2 separate regions of the Sus scrofa genome follow, and region 2 is linked to region 1. Evidence: chromatin contacts called from public HiChIP or PLAC-seq data. All regions are on one chromosome and are shown on one strand. Each heading gives the region's core, a stretch centred on a gene start, on an enhancer-like site or on the middle of the called end of the contact. The rest is flanking DNA. Distances are from core to core; before and after follow the strand shown. Region 1 holds the start of NT5C3A (cytosolic 5'-nucleotidase 3A). Region 2 holds the start of FKBP9 (FK506 binding protein 9).

Evidence for each region. HiChIP or PLAC-seq counts read pairs in DNA pulled down with a chosen protein or histone mark.
Region 2: a contact with region 1 is called in an H3K27ac HiChIP or PLAC-seq map of skeletal muscle. The contact joins the promoter of FKBP9 here to the promoter of NT5C3A in region 1. A contact is called at or near these places in 1 of 5 promoter capture datasets (liver), 21 of 47 Hi-C or Micro-C datasets (alveolar macrophages, blood, embryonic fibroblasts and 9 more) and 2 of 2 datasets of contacts at active chromatin or transcription factors (alveolar macrophages and skeletal muscle).

The regions. Positions count from the first base shown.
Region 1 is chr18:40,439,135-40,443,270 of Sscrofa11.1, forward strand. NT5C3A (cytosolic 5'-nucleotidase 3A) reads left to right here and starts at 1,756. Exons shown (of 9, transcript XM_003360167.2): 1 at 1,756-2,226. The coding sequence starts at 2,089.
Region 2 is chr18:40,530,426-40,534,561 of Sscrofa11.1, forward strand. It overlaps FKBP9 (FK506 binding protein 9), which reads right to left and starts at 1,834. Exons shown (of 10, transcript NM_001252232.1): 1 at 1,489-1,834. The coding sequence starts at 1,721.

The DNA of each region.
Region 1 (4,136 bases), core at 506-3,005:
ATCTTTATTCTGTTGTCATAGCAATTTTTTTTAACGTGAGTTGTATAAAACACATAAAATTTACCAATGTATCTATTTTAAAAGGTAAAGTACAGTAGTGTTAAGGATAGGCATATAAGGGAGTTCCCGCTGTGACTCATCAGGTTAAGAACCTGACTAGTATCCATGAGGATGCGGGTTTGATCCCTGGTGCCACTCAGTGGGTTAAAGGATCCAGGGTTACTGTGATCAGTGGTGTAGGTGGCAGACATGGCTCAAATTCAGCATTGATGTGGCTGTGGCATAGGCTGAAAGCTGCAGCTCTAATTCTACCTTTAGCCTTGGAACTTCCATATGATGCATATGTGGCCCTTAAAATATATATATACATATATATATATATACACATATATATAGACACATAGTTCTGTAACAGACCTCTAGAACTTTTTCATCTTACAAAACTGAAACAACATTCGCTGAAGACTCCCCCATTTCCTCTTCCTCAGAACCCTCCACCACCACTCTTTCTGTTTCTGAGTTCAACTACCTCATATAAATGGAATAATGCAGCATTTGTCTTTTTAATGAATGTCTTATTTATCTTAGCATGATGTCCTCAAGAATCATCTGTATTGTCAAATTCTGCAGAACTCCCCTGTTTTAAAGGCTAAATAGTATTCATTTGATGTAGGTATCACATTTACCACATTTTCTTTGTGCATTTATCTGTCAATGAGCATTTAGGTTGTCTCCATGGCTTGGCTATTACGTATAGCGCTGTAGTGAACATGGGAGAGCTTAAATTTGAGTACCTGCTTTTAACTTCTTCTGAATACTGGATCATATAATTGTTTTTAATTTTTTTGAGGAACCTCCGCGCTTTTTCCACAGTGGCTACACCAATTTACATTTCCACCTACAGTGCACAAGGGTTTCAATTCTCTACATCCTCAGCAGCACTTTTTTTTTTTTTTTTTTTTGCCACATCTGCGCTATGTGGACATTGTTTCACCAGAGGTCAAACCTGCACCAGCAGTGACATAGTCAGATCCTTAACATGCACCACCAGGGAACTTCTCACCAACACTTTTAACTTTACATTTTTTTTTTGACAATGATCATCTTAACTTGTATGAACTGATATCTTGATGTGGTTTTGATTTGCATCTTCCTAATGATTAGTGATCCTAACGGTTAGTGATATTGAGTATCTTTTCATAAGCTTCTTTTTTGGCCGCACCTTCAGCACATGGAGGTTTCTGGGCCAGGGGTTGAATCTGAGCCAGAGCTGCCAGCCTACACCACAGCCACAGCAACATAAGATCTGAGCTACACCTGTGACCTACATCGCATCTTGCCGCTAGGCCAGATCCTTCACCCGCTCAGTGAGGCCAGGGATCTACCTGTATCCTCATGGATACCAGTTGGGTTCTTAACCCGCTGAGCCACAAGGGGAACTACATCTATTGTCTATTTTTTAATGGAGATGTTTTTTGTTGTTGTGTTCTTCACGTACAGGAGTCTTTAATATAATTTGGGTGTTAACTCCTTATCAAATACACGGTTTGCAATTTTTTTTTCTCACATTCTATAGGTCGCCTTTCTACTGTTTTATCCTTTACTGCACCCTGCAGTTTGTCGTAGCACTTTAAAGCCAAGCTACTGCGCAAATCAGACTGCTGAGCCGCCATGCCTTCTGGGGGTTGTAGTCCTGAGGTCTCAGGAGGGCGGAGGATTTTTTTACCGGTGTACCTTGTTTGCAATCAGATTTCTATCGGGCAGGGCTGGAATGAACCACTGCCTGGCCCTCATTAGCAGAGAGAGAATTAATACAATTCCCCTTTTCTGTCCTTGCACAATTCTTCAACCGCTTGTCTCTGAGAAGACAAGCTTCCCTCCTCGGCCTCCCACGCAGACCAGGCTCCCTAGCCCCCTTGGGTTCCCCGGCTCAGGCGTCTGTGGGCGGGGCTTTCCATTGGGGCGGGGATTTCCTGGGGGGCGGGGCCAGGCCGGGGGTCCAGGCTTCTCCGCCAGCCTGCGGCTCTGAGGCCTGCAGCCGTCCAGCGACCTCTTCTCTTGCAGCGGGAGGCACAGGAGGACCCGTCCATGGACCGAGCGGCCGTGGCGAGGGTGGGCGCGGTAGCGAGCGCCAGCGTGTGCGCCCTGGTGGCAGGGGTGGTGCTGGCCCAGTACATATTCACCTTGAGGAGGAAGACGGGCCGGAAGACCAAGATCATCGAGATGGTGAGTATCGAGGCTCCTCGCCGGAGCGCTTGGGGGGCCGCGGTGGTCTGTTCCGGCCTCGCCTTCCCGCGGCGGCCGCTGCTGGAATTTGAGGGGCCTTCAGGGGACCCTTTCGCCCCGCGTGCGGCGACCCTGCGGTGACCTGGTCTGGACCCTCAGCGGCGGCACGAGGCTTCCCGTGGGCTTTGTTTCGTCTCCATTTGAAACAAAAAGGCAGCTAATGTGTGAAACGGGCTACCTCCCGAGGCGCCCCTCGTGTTTTTCTAGAAATAAGCGGAACTTTCTGGGCAGGTTTCTCCCTCCTTCCTCCGTCCTGCGCAGACCGTTGCTGCAGCCCAGTTACGACTGAGTTGTTTTTGCACCGTGGCGAGGATGAGTTCCATTATGAAAGGATGTAACTCCTCAGTGGGTGATTAGAGGAATGCTGGTTGGAGTTCAGAATAGTTTTCTATTTGAATGTTATTCCTTCGTGTCCCAAACTGCCGGAAAGTATTTGTGTTCATTTTTTTACCACCACCCCCAAACCTTTTACATAACGTTTTTGAAATTTATTTCTAGTATTAGAGTGTTTGGGAGTTCCCTTGTGGTTCAGCGATTTAAGGGCCTGACATTGTCAGTGCAGCGGACCGGTGGCTGCTAAGGCTGGGGTTCCCTGGCCGGGGAACTTACACATGCCTAAAAAAAAAGTGTTTGAAGAACCCCGTTTGAGGTACTGTATTATAATGCTCCAACAGTGGGGATGTTTTTATTTCTGCAGGGTTTTTTGTTTGTCTTTTTCGGGCTGCACCGGAGGCATGTGGAAATTGTCAGGCTGGGGGTCAAATCGGAGGAACTGTGGCAGTGGGCCTACTTACTCCTCAACCATAGCAACCGCACCTGCCACCTTAGCCCTCTGAGCAGTGGTGTCAGGGTCCTAACCCACATCCTCACAGATACTCGTCGGGTTCTTAACCCACTGAGCCACAACAGGAACTCCCATTTTTGTGTTTTAATTAGGTCCCATCAAGACAATTTCCTCAGTGAGTTGCATTCTGATATATTTACTGGAGTGAATAGTCCCATGTTTACGCCTGATAATGTAGTGCATGCGGGGACTTCTGGGGTTAACAATTTTTGACAGATTTAAATAATATCACTTCAGGTTTGTATACTTAAAATACTTAGCTTCAGTCATATGTCCTCATTGATCAAAGAAACTATTTGTTGTTTGCTATTGGCCTTAGGTTGAAAACAGGAATATTTTCCCATAAATAAAAGTAAAAAAAAGTTAACTCTTGCATGTCTCATATGCCAATAATATTCCTAAGTTTTGTTTATTGCTGGAATTAAATTAGTCTTGAGTTAGTATTACACAGTCTTTGCTCCATCTTTATGCTCATAGCGGCAAACATCAAAAATTTCATTTTGGCGTTCCCATCATGGCTCAGCAGTTAACAAACCCGACAAGGATCCATGAGGTTGCAGGTTTGATCCTGGCTGCCTCGTGGGTTAAGGATCTGGTGTTGCTGTGAGCTGTGGTGTAGGTCGCAGACATGGCTTGGATCCCTTGCAGCTACAGCTCTGATTACACCCCTAGCCTGGAAACCTCCATATGCCGTGGGTGTGGCCCTAAAATAGCAAAAAAAAAAAAAAAAAAAATTTCATTTTGTTTATTTTGCTCCAAAATTTCATTTTGTTTTATGTTGCCATCCTGCATAGAAAACTTGAGTGGCTTCCTTTTGCTCCAGACCAAAAAATGTGTAATACGTATGTGGGAAAAGAAACCTAACTGCTATACCTTCCTGTATGTACTTAGACTGTGAATTGGTCTATCATGGCTCCTCTAAACCAAGTAGAGATAAAAATAAGTTCCTTTACACAATCCACAGTGAAGCCATCGTAAGAACATTTTGCCATCTTTGTGAAAAATA
Region 2 (4,136 bases), core at 584-3,083, 91 kb after region 1:
GTCAAAAACGAGGCTCAGATCTGGTGTGGCTGTGGCTGTGGTGTAGTCTGGCAGCTAAAGCTCTGATTCAGCCCCTAGCCTGGAAACTTCCAAATGCTGCGAGTGCGGCCCTCAAAAGACCAAAAAAAAAAAGCTCTGGAATTAAGGTTGTGATGGTTGCACAACTCTATGAATATTCTAAAAACCACTGACTTGTACACTTTAAATGGATGAATTGTATGGAATGTGATTTATATCTCAAAGCTGTTTTTTAAAAAAAGAAGCAACTAAAACAGTAGTGAGAATGACTACTTTTTATTTTTTGAGAATAACTATTTCTAAGCACTCGCTATGTGTCACATAGTATATTAAACACCTTTTGTATATTCACTCATTGTCTGGAATTTCAAAAAAGGTAAGAGAGGCTAAGATTATTTTTTAAAAGACAGCTTCAGGAATGAGCTTAGCCCAGCCTAGAGCACAGAGCAGACACTCAACAAATTTTGTCTCTGCTTCATTTGGTGATACACTGAGAGACATGTGGGCACCGACCTGGGATTGTGACAAAGTCTCAGGGAGGACAGCAGCCTGGAGCTGGAGGAGAAGAGGCCTGTTAACCCTAAAACTAAACTGGAGAGAAGCTGGGAGAGGTGCTGTGCTCTTGGGGCAGAGCTTAGGGCAGGAATCGCCGGCATGGTGCACGACCACAGGGCAGAGCTGAGTGACTTACTCTGGACTGCCCCCTGCTAAGGGAAGTTTTTGGAAGGCCATAAGGGGGGGAGATGGCGGGGGGGCGGCAGTGGTAGTTAACAGGCACAGACTCCTGCCTTGGATGGTCTGAGTTTCAAAATGATTCCACTGAAACAAGTTTCTTGGCCTCAATGGCCTCAAGATATCTCACTGGCAAAATGAGAGTGATGAGAGTACTTACCTGGGAGAACTGGAAGAAGTAAATGAGTTCACTACATGGAAAGCAGTTAGAACCACCCCAGCGCACTGTAACAGCTCCCTAAACCTTCGCGGCTGCTATCAGCACTTTCATCACCACCACCACTATCGCCATCATCATGGAGAGGTCTGTCTGACTAGCCGCTCGAGTGCCATCCCGGAAGGAACAGGAAAAGGAGATGGCAAGGGGACACCAACATTTACACTTGGGGGTCTGCTCGCGGACTGCCAACTTTACACAGAGCTCGCCTATGTCGATGCGCTGGGCAGGGAGGAAGGGCGTGATTTGTCCCAACCCCGCGGCGCAAGGTCCTAGAGATTCCAGCCCCAAGCAGGCGGACCAGAGGAGCAAAAGAATCGGGAGGCTCGCCCCCTCAACCCGGCAGAGAGATTAAGGGTCGGGGAAGTTTGGGGGTAGAAGGAGCGAGAGGGAGGAGCGCGGGTTCGCTGGGCGGGGCTGGGGGAGGTCCGTCGGGAGGGAAAGGCCTTTCCGGAGAGCGGGAAGCGGGAGAGCGGGCGCTGCAGCCTCCAAACCGGAGCCGGGCGCGCAGGGCGCGGTACCTGGAGTCGAACTTCTGGCCGTCGGGAAACGTCCCCACGTAGTGGTAGCGCACGAAGTCGCCACTGTGCACGGTGCGCGGACACTCGTCGGGCACGAAGCGCCGCTCGATCTGCAGTTCGGTGTCGGAGCCCAGGCCCAGGCCCGCCACGGGGGCCGCCTGCCCCGTCACCCAGAGCAGGAGCAGGAGCAGCGGCGGGGGCGGGGGCCGCCAACTCCGGGCCCTGACCGCCATCCGGGGCAGCGAGGAGAGGAGGGGGCGCGGCGCGGAGCCGGCGAGGGCGCACAGAGCTCGGGCGCGTGGGGCGAGCCCGGGCGCTCGGCGGCGTTTGCAAACGTGGAAAAGACTCCCGGCCCTCCCCCGGCAGCAGCCACCCCCCTCTCTCCCGCCCCCCGCCCCGCGGCCACATCCGAGGGAGGGGAGGAGCCTCGGCCGCGAGCCAGGACCGGCCTGCTGCTCCCTGCGCCGCCGGGCCAGTGAGCCGGCCCGCCCGGGAAGAGGCGGGCCTTCTGGCAAGTTCAAAGGGGACCCGTCCCCGAGGGAGAAATCGTGAACTCCTCGGGACTGGGCTTCGGCCCAAAGTTGGAAAAGAAAACTTTTGCTGCCCAAGCAAACCCTAAGGTCTCCGCCTGCCCCTCGAGACTCTCCGGATTTAGGACCAGTAGAGGCTCCTACGTGGCGGTGGATCCAATTACCCCTTGCTGCTTTGGGGAGGGAGGAAAACTTTTTTTTTTTTTTTTTTTTTGAACTTGGTTTCAAGGCTGGATTCTACGTGGAAAAAGACTGAAACCATTTTTTAGGATTTTTTTTTTTTCAGGATTTTCTTTTCATACTTAGAGAAAGGGTATTGTGAGACCATTGCTAAGTGTTCACTGACCAGTCAATGGATGTACTTAATCGCAAACGACCCACATGGTCTCACACACGTGATCGGGTCAGTTAGGACTTAATACGAGAGACCCAGATGCTGCGGGAACTCCATTAGTTAAATGCATTCTTAGCTTTGAATTGGTTGACCTTTTATCTTTCCAACTATCATTTAATGTTTTTTTCTTTAGCCTCACCAGCAGCATGCAAAATTTCCCGGGCCAGGGATGGAACCCAAGCCACAGCAGTGACAACGCCAAGTCCCCAACTGCTAGCCACCAGGACTCCCAAGCATCCTTTATTAAGAGCAAAGACAGGAGTTCCCATTGTGGCTCAGCAGTAACGAACCCGAGTCGCATCCGTGAGGATGCAGGTTTGATCCTTGGCCTCGCTCAGTGGGTTAAGGATACCGCATTGCTGTGAGCTGTGGTGTAGGTCGCAGTGCGGCTAGGATCTGGTGTTGCTGTGGTGTAGGCTGGCGGTTGCAGATCCGATTCAACCACTAGCCTGGGAACTTCCATGGCCATTGGTGAGGCCCTGAAAAAAAAAAAAAGAGCAAAGACGACCTTTCCAGAAAGCCTCCCTCCTACAGACCTCCTCTCATATCTCACTGACTAAAATTGCATCCCATGCCCATTGCTAACCAATCAGTAGAAGAGAAATATGATTGGTTTAAGACTATTTAAGATTCATCTCCAGAGAGCAGGGAAAGGGCTTCCACTCTCCAACCAGCCTTCTCTGAAGTAGAGGCCTACCTAAGCTTCCTAAACAAAACCAGAATCCTGTTAGTAAGGAGGAAAGAATGCAGAATGGCGTTTGGTTTGTCAACCAGATATGTTTGCCACAGATTATCGATTGCATTGGATGTCTCCCTTTTCCCTCAGTCTTCTCTATACCTTTTTTCTTCTGCAGTTTTTCCTCTAGTCTTACCGGTTACTGAATAGACTCTAAGTTAAAATTATTAGAAATAATAATACATGGAGTTCCCGTCGTGGCGCAGTGGTTAACGAATCCGACTAGGAACCATGAGGTTGCGGGTTCGGTCCCTGCCCTTGCTCAGTGGGTTAACGACCCGGCGTTGCCGTGAGCTGTGATGTGGGTTGCAGACGCGGCTCACTCGGATCCCGCGTTGCTGTGGCTCTGGCGTAGGCCGGTGGCTACAGCTCCGATTCGACCCCTAGCCTGGGAACCTCCATATGCCCGGGAGCGGCCCAAGAAATAGCAAAAAGACAAAAAAAAAAAAAAAAGAAATAATAATACAGGACTTCTCAAATGTTTCCATGTGCTGCAAAGAACTATGGCCATGGACCTCTGGGAGCTTCCTGTCTACTTCACCATAAGAATTCTTTGAGGTGTGATGTTTGGGATGGGCGGGGGCTAGGCAGATTCTGCATTCTACCCTCGAATCATTAATATATGATAGGATGTGGTTTTTCTCTTTACTTAATTTTACTTAATTTTTCCTTCCTCCCTCTTCCCAGTGAAAGGTCATTGGTAAGATAAGTACTAGTAAAACAACACCTTGTGAGCAGAATAATGCCATCAATGGTCAAGGTAAGCAGGAGAAAGTCTAGGCTTTTTAACACTGTTTCATTCTGAAAGGCTTCAAAGCTATCCAGCAACACAGAGTCAGAACTAGGTGCAGTTATCCCTCTATAATGAGGCCACACCAAGGCCCTTCAGCTGACCTTGAGAATGAACGTGATATCTTAGGGTGGGGCAGAGGGGTAGAAAAGACTGAGGCAGAGGACGGAAGAGGGAGAGAAGACAAAGAAAGCCTCT